2 separate regions of the Mus musculus genome follow, and region 1 is linked to region 2. The links are chromatin contacts, called in public promoter capture Hi-C maps. All regions are on one chromosome and are shown on one strand. Each heading gives the region's core, a stretch centred on a gene start, on an enhancer-like site or on the middle of the called end of the contact. The rest is flanking DNA. Distances are from core to core; before and after follow the strand shown.

Evidence for each region. Promoter capture Hi-C pulls out the DNA fragments that hold promoters and counts their contacts.
Region 1: a promoter capture Hi-C map of cranial neural crest shows a contact between it and region 2. The contact joins the promoter of B3gnt2 here to the promoter of Patz1 in region 2.

The regions. Positions count from the first base shown.
Region 1 is chr11:22,857,062-22,862,534 of GRCm38.p6, reverse strand. It overlaps B3gnt2 (UDP-GlcNAc:betaGal beta-1,3-N-acetylglucosaminyltransferase 2), which reads left to right and starts at 2,800. Exons shown (of 2, transcript NM_016888.5): 1 at 2,800-3,041.
Region 2 is chr11:3,288,737-3,294,752 of GRCm38.p6, reverse strand. Patz1 (POZ (BTB) and AT hook containing zinc finger 1) reads right to left here and starts at 4,296. Exons shown (of 4, transcript NM_019574.3): 1 at 2,869-4,296; 2 at 1,410-1,473. The coding sequence starts at 4,139.

The sequences.
Region 1 (5,473 bases), core at 1,551-4,050, about 20 Mb before region 2:
AGGCGCCACACACCTGCCCTGGCCAAGCTGGAATCTTGGCAGGTTCCCCAATGCAGAAATGGCTATCTGCCTGGTTGAAGCTGTACCACTTAGGCACTTTCCAGAATTCCTCACCATCTGAGTGGCTAAGTCTTGTGGTGGTGTCCATTCTCTACTGCTGTATAGACCGACACCCCCTAGCTGTGCCCCTGCCCTATCCTTCATATGGCAGAGAACGACTTACCCACAATGCAAATTTTAGAATATAATTTCTACTTCAAATGTTTCATTGAATAAAATCCAAACTCTGCTTATTTCGATACCTTCCCCTTATAGCCAGAAGCAGCTGGGGTGTGTGTGGTTTTTTTTATTTTTATTTATTTATTTATTTTTGTTTGTTTGTTTTTTGTCAACTTGACACAAACTAGACTTATCTGGGAAGAGGAAACTCAACTGAGAAACGCCTTCATCAGATTGTCCACAGGTCTGTAGGTTTGTTTGTTCATTTGTTTGTTTTTTACATGTGGTGTGAGAGGGCCCAGCACACCCCAAGTAGAATAAGAAAGCAGGCTAAGCCAGTAAGCTGGGTTCCTCCATTGTCTCTGTGTCAGCTCTTTCCTCAGTTTCCCTTTATGAACTGTCGGCCAAACCAACCCTCTCTTCTTCAGCTGCTTTTGGTCATGGTGTTTTACCACAGCAATAGAAAAACTAAGCACTTTTCCTGGACTCCTCAAAATGGTCCTACCTTCTTACAGTTCTTTTGGTCTATATCTTAATTGTAATGAAATAGTTTTAATTTATTTAATTATTAAGCACTTCTTTGGTCGTCTGCGCCTGGGTTGGACAGCACATTTGTTGAATGTATTATCTCTGCCTTTCGATGATGAATCCCTCATAACCTAAGAGTAAGCAGGACAGCTAAGTGGGTGTGGAATCCAACACTTGAGTTATTTCCCCAAAGTCACACTGGAAGCTGGATGGAACATTTCCAGCTGCACTCAATGGCACCAAGGAGAAAACGCCTTTAAAAAAAAAAAAGACAAAAACAAAACTACATGGCCTGGGCAGCTTTTGGCAGCTCTGAAAGACTCAAGCTTTCTTTCCCTGTTGCTTGCCAGCTGACTTTACTCAAAACTTCTTGCCTAGCAATCCTTGAAAGCATGTCTGTGGCTTCGGAGAGCCATTTAAGGGGGAAATACAATAACAAAATGCCCACCAAGAATCCAGCTTTGTCTCGTCACAACGTTTAAATATCAATACGGCAGTCTGCAGTTAATCAAGTACACAGACCTAACTTCTAATTTGCTTCTTTTATTGGCTTTCTGAATTATAAATATAATCGTGGGAAAAAATTCCTCAGAGTCAAGAAAAGCATACAATTTCTCTTCCTTTCTTGTTCAGAGTGACAGTGGTTAACAGTTTATGTGAACATATAAAAATCCAAGTTGTTGTTGTTGTTTGGGAACGTAGTGACAAACATAAGAACAGATCGGTCTGCAGATTGTCAATCTTAACATTTCCAGAACCACTGACTCAGAATTCCTTCTTGTGGATGACCGTACACACGTGGCTCTGCGCTCAACCCAAACAACTCGCACTTACTTCTTTCTGCGGCTGTAAGTAAGACTTCGTGGTCTTGGTCGAGCTGGCTGAAATTCAATCTCCAGCGCTCGAAAGTCAATGGCATCCCTTTGACTAACTCCATCTGACAGCCTTCTGAAAAAAAAAAAAAAAAAAAAAAAAAGCAAACAGGTGTAGAGTGTTAACTTCTCAGTGTGATTATCTCCAGAGGGTCGACCGAAGGCCTTAGCAATAAGAATGGAGGGGAGAGGAAGCAGCTTCCAAGCGCGTCCCAGGTTGTGGGGACCAGGCTCTAGGTTCGGTGTTGAGGGCGTGCCGACTCGGCCGGCCCACCCAGCTCTACAAACTAGAGCAACTTCTCCATCCGGTCTCCCCGGCTTTTTCCTGGGCCTCACCTTGGCACGTAGCGCTCTGGGGAGCCTGGGGAGGCGCTGGGTTGGGGGTGGGGGACCGTTCCGGGTCCCGCGTGATCCATGCTTGGGTGTGGTTGGTGCTCAGTCCAGCGGCATCACGGGGGTTCAGCGTTCAGATGTCTTGCTAAGCCCAACTTCTGAAGTCGCCGAGCGAACTCCGCACCCAGCGCCTCCCGCATCTTGCATTCTTGACTTCCTGAGACCCGAGTGGAACCACGTGGAGACCTCATCGTGTCTTTGATGGCTTCATAACCTGAAGGTCCGAAGAGGCCAGATAGGCACCACCCTCAGGCCTTGGGCATCTATCTAGGTGGCTGCCGCTACTATGTACGCTGAGAGCAAAGGTCAGGTGCACTTGGGTTTCCCTCTTCTCACCTCCCCTCGTGGATCCCGCTCACAAGCCACTCGGAGCCGTCTAGACTTAGCTACATGCCAGTGCTGGCTGGCAAATTCTCACCAAGCGCCACGCCCTGGTAGCTGAAGAGTTTACACTAGACCCTGGATCTCAGCAGGGTTTGGGACTCAAGTCTCAGCTGTTTTTCTGGGGGAGGCTACTTCCTGGCGGAGCGGGGGAGACTGTAATCTTTGGACACCGCGCGCTCCAGTGAAGCCTTAGGTTTTCTCAGTGCTACGAGGGGCGGAGAGCTCGGGAAGGGCCCGGGGGCGCAGTCCCAGCGGGACCTGGGCGCCAACTGGCGGGAGGGTTCGAGTTCGGCCTTTCCCAAACTTGGGCCACGGGGCGGGAGCGCGGCCTTCCCGGCGGTGACGCGCGCGGTGGCGCGGCGTGTGATTGGAGAATCGGGCGGGGGCGGGACCGAAGGGACGCGGCAGGGGGCGGCGGTGCCAGGAGCCGGGGCCGAGAGTAAGGCTCAGCGGCCGCCGCGGCAACAAGTGCTGGAGCTGAGGCGAGCCGGAGCCGCCCAGACCCCGCCGGGCCGCCCGTCCGCGCATTGCGCATGGAGCGAGAGCGGCGGCGGTCGCGGGGCTGAGCCGCAAGAGCGGCTGGGACGTGGATGCGGCCGCGGTCTTCCGCCCCGCCCCGCCGAGCTGGAGGTGTCCCTAGACAAGGTAGGGCCGGGTGGGTGGGCACCGGCCCTGCATCCCCGCCCCGCCGCGCTAGTTCCGGCCGGTGTGGGCGCCCCGCGCTCTCGCCGCTCTTCTGTGGCTCCTGCGTTGTCTGCGCATACGTTCCATCGGGTTCCCCTCACCGCTCCCAGTCTCACTTTCCTGGCCTCCGCACATCATTTCCCTGGCCTCCTCACCTCCCGGATATCCTCACCGGTCTCCGTTCTCCTGTCCGGCTTCCTCACCTCCTGGTCCTTCTCCCCTCCTTTACAGCCTCCTCACCTTCTCCCCAGTCTCCCGGCCTCCACCTCCTTCCTGACCTTCTCACCTGCTCGACCTCCGCTCTTCCTGCACCCACAGGGAGAGGGCAGCGACACCCTGAGCCGCGCTGTACCCCGCGCACGAGGTGCGGGCCTGGGCGGCGGGGGAGCGTCGCGGGCGGTGTTCTGCCCCGCCCGCGCACTGCGCTGGTCTAGGGTGCCGCAGGGGCAGATCAGGTGTTTGTGAGCCGCTGGCTGCCGCTTTTCACCCCCATCCGCTGGCACTGTTATCTTCGGGTCCCCAAAGACTGGTTTCTGTGAAACTTCAGGAGAACCTTTCGCGTTGACCTCTAAAAAATATTCCACGCCGCCCGCGTTGAATGATTAACTAGACTCAGGACTGCCTGGGGAGCTGGCCCTGCGACTGGCAGGTGGGCGCACCTGAGGGGCTGGGACCCTTCTGGGGACGTAACACCTAGCACCTGCTCAAATGCACTCGCCTAGGGTCCTCTGAGCTCCCGGGTCTTGTGTGGGAAGGAAGCTCTGAAGACTCCTCTCTAGTGTCATAGTGCGTGCGAGGTCATCTTGAAAAGTAATGCACACTTGGGTAACCTGGGCTGGCCCCATGTTCGCTCCTGCCCCAAATACAGGGTGGCTGGCCTTCGCTCCCCTGCCCACTGTGGTCTCCCAACTTGACTGCTTCAAACGATTAAACCTGTTCTTCTGCCCCCTCCGCTCCCCGCCAAGCCGTAGCTTTTTCCAGGTTTCGAAGCCAATGGGTGAAAATGGGCTTCGTGTTATTACAGGTTCTTCCAGGGTACTTCTTTGTGCCTCGGAAAGTGATGGGATGGTTAATGAGAGGGCCACTGGACCTGAGTGGAGCTAGGAGGGCGGGACCGGGGCCCAGCCGTAGCGCACTTCTGTGGGGTTTGGACCGCGCACTTGATAGGGGACCGGCTCAGGGGCAGGCCGGTCACTTCCCTCCTGTTCTAGTCCAACTTCTGTTTCTTTTGAATAGAGATTATGAAAGCTGATGGAACCCCGGGGAGTTTTTACGCCGGTCCTAGAGCTCTTTATACGGTTAGGTTTTAAGACCAAAGAAGTGTGCGGGAGCCCTGTAGAACTCGCCCGAATAATTTCCGGCCTTTGCAGTGTGTACAGATATGTTTATCAGCAGATCTGCTTGGAACTCCTTTCTCGGCGTAGAATACTGCTTTCCCCACTCAGGACTCAGCCTGCCGTTCTTAATTTAGTGTTTTTGTGTAAATGTCGGATTCTCTGCTAAACTTAGGAGTCCATTCTAGAGGCTTGCTCTGCCACGTGCTGATAAATGACAATGTTTTTTTCCTTAAGAGGCTTGTATCCCCTATTTAGTTTCGGGAATGGGATACTTGGACAGTAAGATTGTTTTTAAGGACAAATAAGATGCTTAAGCGCTTATAGAGATCATAACGAAGTTCTTGGTGGCCTCAGCTTACCTTTGCCAAAAACCAGTCATCTGGTGGAACTGTTCAGATTTGTCAGATTTGTCCAGTCTGAAATCACCCAAGCTTGACCGACAGAGATAGTAGATTTTTAAGACCTAAGGGAGAGGTAGTCTTTGAGAGAAACATAATTTGTTTATGAATTGCTTTACCCCAAACCCATTGCTTTTGAAGGCCTGAGCACAGAGATGGTTTACGGTTTTGAAGATATACTTGCTTAAAAAAAAAATCGCATGGTGGTTCACACACCTTTAATCCCAGTACTCAGAGTCAGAGGCTGAGGATTGCCAGAGTTCAGAAGGCCAGCCTGGGTTACAAAGAAACCTTGTTTCAGAAAACCAAAAAACAATTTTAAAATAATTTGGATTTCCCTTGTTCTCACATAGTACAGTTAGGCTAAAAAGGGAAAGGGGAACCGATAATTTACTGTTGACTCTGCCCTATACTGTTGGTTCAAATGTGTGTGCTTGGTTTTTTAAGGGTTATATTAGGAAACAAGATCCAAACATTGTTGCTTAACCTAAAAATGATGCTGGTTGGTCTAAAAGGCTGGTCTAAAAGCTAATATTTGGTAATACGACCTGTTATAACACACAAATAGTGGTACATAAATTACCAAAACTCAGAAATTATCATAGAGGTCTTTTGGTCTTCTGTAATTGCTCTGGGGTCAAAAATCATTATGATCAGT
Region 2 (6,016 bases), core at 3,047-5,546:
TCTCCAGAGGGACCCAGGTTAGCCTACAGGCCACTGAGTAAAAGCCAGGCTGCCCTCAGGGGCTGTCCATCCCTGTCTCAGGTATCCTGGTGGGGCTGAGCAGAAGAGCGCATTGCTGGAGTGTGCTGGACTCAGGTTTTCAAGGGCTGGAAAGGACTTTTTTAGAGAAAGGGAAAAGGCGGTATCAGGAACTGAATGGGACGACCTCCACAAAGCAGGCTGGGCAAAGTCCCATGATGGCAGGTCGCTAGGAAGAGGTTCCAGGGGCGGCAGGCCGCTGCTGCTCCCAACCCACACCTGGAAAAAGGGCAGAGAGTGCAGGTTACCCCCCCAGGCCACCGGGCACACCCCCACTGCCCTCTGGGTTTCTCCTATCCTGTCTGGGGCTGCTCAGCACACTACCTGGGAGTCAGAATGTGCTCTGTGGCAACCAAAATCAGAGATGGAGCGGCAGAAAGCAGCAAGGCAAAGACAGATTCCAGCAGGCCTATCTGGAGTCAGCATCCTTGGGAGCGGCTGCCAGGCTCCCGGCTGAGCATCTGTGAGCAGCGAAGCCCTAGTCCTGGAAGCTCTGTGCTGCTGCACAAGGCCATTCCTCCCTATATTCTCCTGAACCCACCCGTGCCAGCAGGTTAGGAGAAGCAGGGATCCCCTGACAGAGGCTGTAGGATAGCTCATGTCACTGCTTTGACATCAGTTGAACGCACTTGCCACAGCAGAAGGGAGATAACCAAGAAGACAGTGGTGTACTTTGCATCACACTGAAAAAAAAATGCTCAGAGGCCAAGAAAGAAAACTCATTTTCTAGGTCCCAGCAGAGTCCCCAGAGAGTTCAAGCAGACAGGAGAAAATCCAGTCCAGCCTCCCCTACGTGATTCCACACTAGAAGAGAATGCCTTGCCTTGCCTTGCCTTGCCCTTGCTGTTTGTGTTGGGAGATGAGACCATCCTCTCCCTACCTACAGCCTCTTCTGCCACGCTTTCTCCACTGAAGGAACCCACAAGTTCCCACTCGGCTCAAACCAGAGGAAGGGTTATTGGCTGGGCCACCGGAAGCCCTTTTGAAACCCCTACAGTTCATACAAATTACTGGGAACCAGCAGCCAGGCCCAGCTAGGTGTCAGATCCACCATGAAAACACTTGTGTAGTGTGGCCCACCAGCCAATGCCCAAAAATGCCAGGACAGGAAAGCTAAGCAACAGAAAGGAGGGAAAGGCTGTGGAGACGAAACAAGTGAACAAAGAGTCTCATAGCCCTGGGGAAACAGAGGAAGCTGGGTATAGAACAAAGGAGGCCAGAGAAAGGACAGGGCGACCAGGGGTGGGGGGTGGGGTGCAAAGCAGTGCTCAGGCCAAGGCTGGAGGACAGCAGCATCTTTCCACCCAACTGTTCCCTGGCCCAGTCCCTACCTGACACTTGTGAGGTCGCTCAGAAGTGTGCACCTGCTTGATATGTCCATTCAAGTGATCTGGCCTGGAAAAGAGATCAACAGACTTTAAAAACAAGACATCAAAAGAGATGGGCCAAACTTGGCCAGCCTCCCTCCACCACCACCACCCCAGGGAGAACTCCACCCCAGCAAGACAAAGACAAAGTCACCACCCAGCTCTAGCTCCAGGGGCCCAAGCATCTCAGCCACACACCCGCCTTGGGAGGGGAGCAAATGTTTCCCTCTGATCTAACTAACCCACCCCCCACATCCCCCCTCCTCCGCAGAAATTCAAGGATTCCTAGGACCTGAGGCAGCAGCTTTAGAATGACACGGGGATGCCTTGCCCAGCCTTTCAGGGAGGGGTGGGTGTGGGACTCATTGTCCAGACTAAAGCCCCTTAGAAGCACTGCGTTCCCCTCCCCCCAGCCTCTCCCGCCACAGCAGCCAATGGCCACAGCAGCCAATGAATGCCACCCGGATGGAATTCAGTCCCCAGAGGCCAGGGATGGAGCTTTAAGTCCCCAGCTGGACTGGCAAGCCAGATGCCCGCCAGAGCAGGTGGGCAGGGGCTGTCTGACCGGTAAGACTGGTTCCTACTTGGGGCCTCTCTGGGGGAATTCTGTCTCTAAGCTCTCACACATACTGAAAATCCTTGGGATTTCAGTTAAAATCAGCCTTTTATTCAATATTCTCAAACTGGGAGAAAAACAAAAACAAAACCAGCCCTCTGCTCCCAGGCAAGTCTTCAGTTCCCAAGAAGGCTCTCTGAAAGTTGAAAAGAAGGTCTGTCCTGAGAACAAACAGACGACCTGTGGGTCCACTGGATTCTGAAGCCACCACGTCAGAGCGCATCAGATTCCAGTATTACTACTGCAAAACAGCCCTGCGTAGCCGGCTTTTATGTCTCTCAAACCTAGGGTCACATGAGGGGCAAAGCTGGAACCTACTGCTGCAGGCCAGCCTGTTCAAACTGGTGGAGGATCTAGGCCTCGGGAGTGTAAGGAGTCCTAGACACACTTGTTCAGTTCTTCCCTCCGAAGCCATTCAGGCGGGGAAAGTCGAGGGAGGAGCCCAGCCTCCCGCCCCCAGAGGGGGCCCCACGCCTGGTGCCGGAAACACAAAGGGAACCAGGGGAGAAGAATGGGGAGGCCCAATGGCTCTGGCCTAAGGAATCCGGCCCCTTCCTACAAGGCCCCTGGGAGGGTGAAGCTAGTAAGCACCCTGGTGCCAGAGAACTTGCCTGAAGGCATAGATGCAGCTCTTGGCCACACCATCAAAGTTGGAGATCTTAAAACATTTAAACATGTTATGTTCTATTAAGGTCCAGTGACCCTCTACCCCCACAAGATCCACATCCCCAGATCCTGGGAAGGATCTGTCTCGAGACAGAACTAAGATAATACACAGCAGGGAGTGGGGGAGGGTGCCATCCTCACCTGGAGAAACCTTTCCCACAGCTCTGGCAGATGTACGGTTTGCCCACTGACCCATCATGGGACCTCACATGGTACGACATTCGGTCTTTTCTCTTGAACCGCAGACCACACACCGGGCACGAGTACGGCTTCTCCCCCGAGTGGGAAAGCTTATGCCGGTTGAGATGGTATACGTCACGAAAGATCTTGCCACAGATCTCACAAGCCACTTGCTTCCTGGTCCGGCTCCTTTTTCTGGGGCCATCGGGGTCCTCGGAGATGGGTAACCCATTCTCACCCAGCCTTGGAGGAGGAAGATCGATATAGCCCAACTGGAGGCTTGTGACGCCGTGCTGGGCCTCATGTTGCCGGAGCCGGTTGGCGTCAGTGAACACCTTCCCGCACAGGCCACATGGAAGGATGCCTGCTTCCCTCAAGCCCCCTGGAGACCCAAACATGGAGTCCAGCAGGTTGGCCTTCCTGGGGCGTCCCCGGCCTCGCTTGCTAGTTAGTGGAGGTGCACTGGATGCCACATTAGGGAACGGAGAAGTCAGTAGTTGGGGGGATAGGGGTCCAGCCACCATGGGCAATCTGTCCACCCCGGGTAACACAGGCAGAGAAGCTTGGCCCGCAATAGCAGCACCTGTGGCCCTGGCAGCCTCCTCCTCGGGCTGCATACTGCCAGCAATACCGTTACTGTTGGCTGCCATGGCTGCCCCGTTGGTCATGTCCAAAGGGAAGCCCAAGTCAGAAGTCCCAGGTGGGCGAAAGAGCATGATATCAGCCCGGGCAGGGGGCACGAGGATCTGCACGTTGGACTGTTTGATTACTTCCTGGCAGATCTCGATGACCGACCTCATCAGCAGGAACTTGGCGGCCGTCATGAGCTCGGGGAAGCTCTCTAGGCGCACAACGATTCGGGACGTATAAGCGAAGTCCAGGATGTCTCCGAACACTTTGGAACTGATGGTGTGCATCTCCAGTTCGCGGCTGCCTCCAGCTCCGCCGCCTGGAGCCGCCGCCGCGCCTCCCACATCAGCAGGACCACCATCTGCAGCTCCGCCGTCGCCTAACTGGGCGCTGAACACAGACTCAAAGTACTCGCTGCAGGCAGCCAGTACGGCGCGGTGCGCTGGGAAGCTCTCGTCGCCTACTCGTAGGAGCACGTCGCAAAAGCGCCCGCCGTTTTTGCGTTGTTGGTTCAGGTTGTGCAGCATCTCCGTACTGTGTCTGCTCACCTGGTAGGTGTAGCAGCCCGACGGACCGCAAGAAGCGTCGTTGACCCGCTCCATGGTCGCTGCCCCTTCCCCACTCGCCGGGCCGGGCACCCGCCAGTCCCTGGTCCCTTCCCTTAGGCAGCGAGACGCCTTTTGCAGCGGACCACTCACACTCCCCGCACGTGCGGCCCAGGGCTCGGTAGTACTCTCAGGTGCGCCCAGCGCACACGCCCCCTGCTCTAATAAAAAGGGCTAGACCCAGCGGGGCACTGCCCCCCACATTGCCGCCCTTAACCTCCGCCGGACCCGCGTAGCACTCCCTCTCCGCCTGCCCGCCTCCCTCTCTAGGTCTACCTTCCAGGGGTAAACGAGCGAAGAGGTGCGCCCCTCCTGCAAACGCAGCTGCCACCTCCCCTCCCGCCCGCCAGGCGGCGCCGGCGCGCGGCCAAAAGGCGCGCGCGCGCGCGCGGGGAGGAGGAGGGGTCCGCCGCGCAAGCGCAAGCGCGCGCTCCGAGGCTTTTCCCGGGCCCACTGGGGGCGCGCGCTGCGTCCCCTGCAAAGCGCGAGCCGGGGTGGGGGCGCCGGAGCAAAGGAAACAAAAGGCGAAGGCGAAGGCGGCGGTCCGCGCGCACAGGGGCGGTGGCGTAGGCCGAGTCTTGGAGCCCGGCGAAGGCGGCGGCCGAAGCGAGCGGGTGGCAGTAGCAGGGTGGGCCCTTTCCCAAGCCAGGCACGAGTGGCGGCGGCGCTGCGGCCCCAGGCTCCGTGCGTTCGGAACGGAGGAAAGATGGCAGCGGCTGCACTTCCTCTTGCACTTTCACCCCTGGGGGGAGGAGAAGGAGGGGGCGATACCAACAACACCCCCCCCCCCAGCTTGCAGAAAGAAAAAAAAGCAGCGAGCTCGGCGTGGGGGGTCTCGGTCGCCCCGACTCAGCACGTGCGCATCCGGCTCCCTAGCTTGGGCCGCCTAGCGCTGCAAACTTTCCACTTTCTTTGTGCCGAACGCCCCCCCCCCTCACCCAGCGGAGGATGCACGTCCCCCATTCCCTATTTATACAACCCCCCCCCCTGCAGCTCCGCTCCGCTCGCTTCCTGCCCCCACTCCCCAGCTCCGCCAATGCTAGCGCAGCCTGATCCTCCGCCTCCCCACCCCGCCCGCGGGGCCCGGGGCTGCAGCCTCAACCACCCCCCACACACCACCACCCCCCCCCCGACCCCGGCCAATACGATCTGAGCGCCGAGCCAGCAAACCAGCTACAGCCGCCCCTCCGCTGCCCGCCCAGAGTGTAGGCGAGCGTGCGGGATGGGCAGCCAGAGCCTGTGGATCTGAGCCCCCCAGCCTACCTTGCGCACCCGCAGGTCGGACGGGCATCAGCACCCTGCCTAGTTCTCCTTTGATGGCCGAAATCCCTAGAAGTCGGCTGAGACCTCCCGCTCTGCTGCCCTAGGAAGGAGACGGGATCCCGATCCGACGCAGGCGGAACCTTCTGCCTGCCTCACACTGACCGAGGCAAATGCCCGGCACGCCTGGATAACTAGAGATAGGTCGTTTTCCCCACCCACAGCTACTTGGGCTTTGTGCCCCAGGGAGCGTGAAGTCACAAGCCAGCTCAGAGAAGGGACAGTATGATGGCGATGGACAAAATCAACGACCCCTGCATGTCCCAGCAGTTTTGTAAGAAAACTAGGGAATCCAGAGATCAAGAAGCCCCCTCGATCTTCCCCAAGCCAGAAGCTTGCTTATTAGCCCTTGCCGCCCGGCAAAATGCCGGCCACTTTGACCACGGACCGTGCGGCCAGGCTAGAGCGCATTGTCCCTAAGACGCCTGAGGATGCTATTAGGCGAGGGTTGCACACAGGTTCGTCTGCTTGGGCTGTCGCTGAGCTATTGGTATCAGAGACTGTAGGCAAAGCACGTGTACTGGCGCGAAGTTCCCACAGTTGCGAGAGGAGCG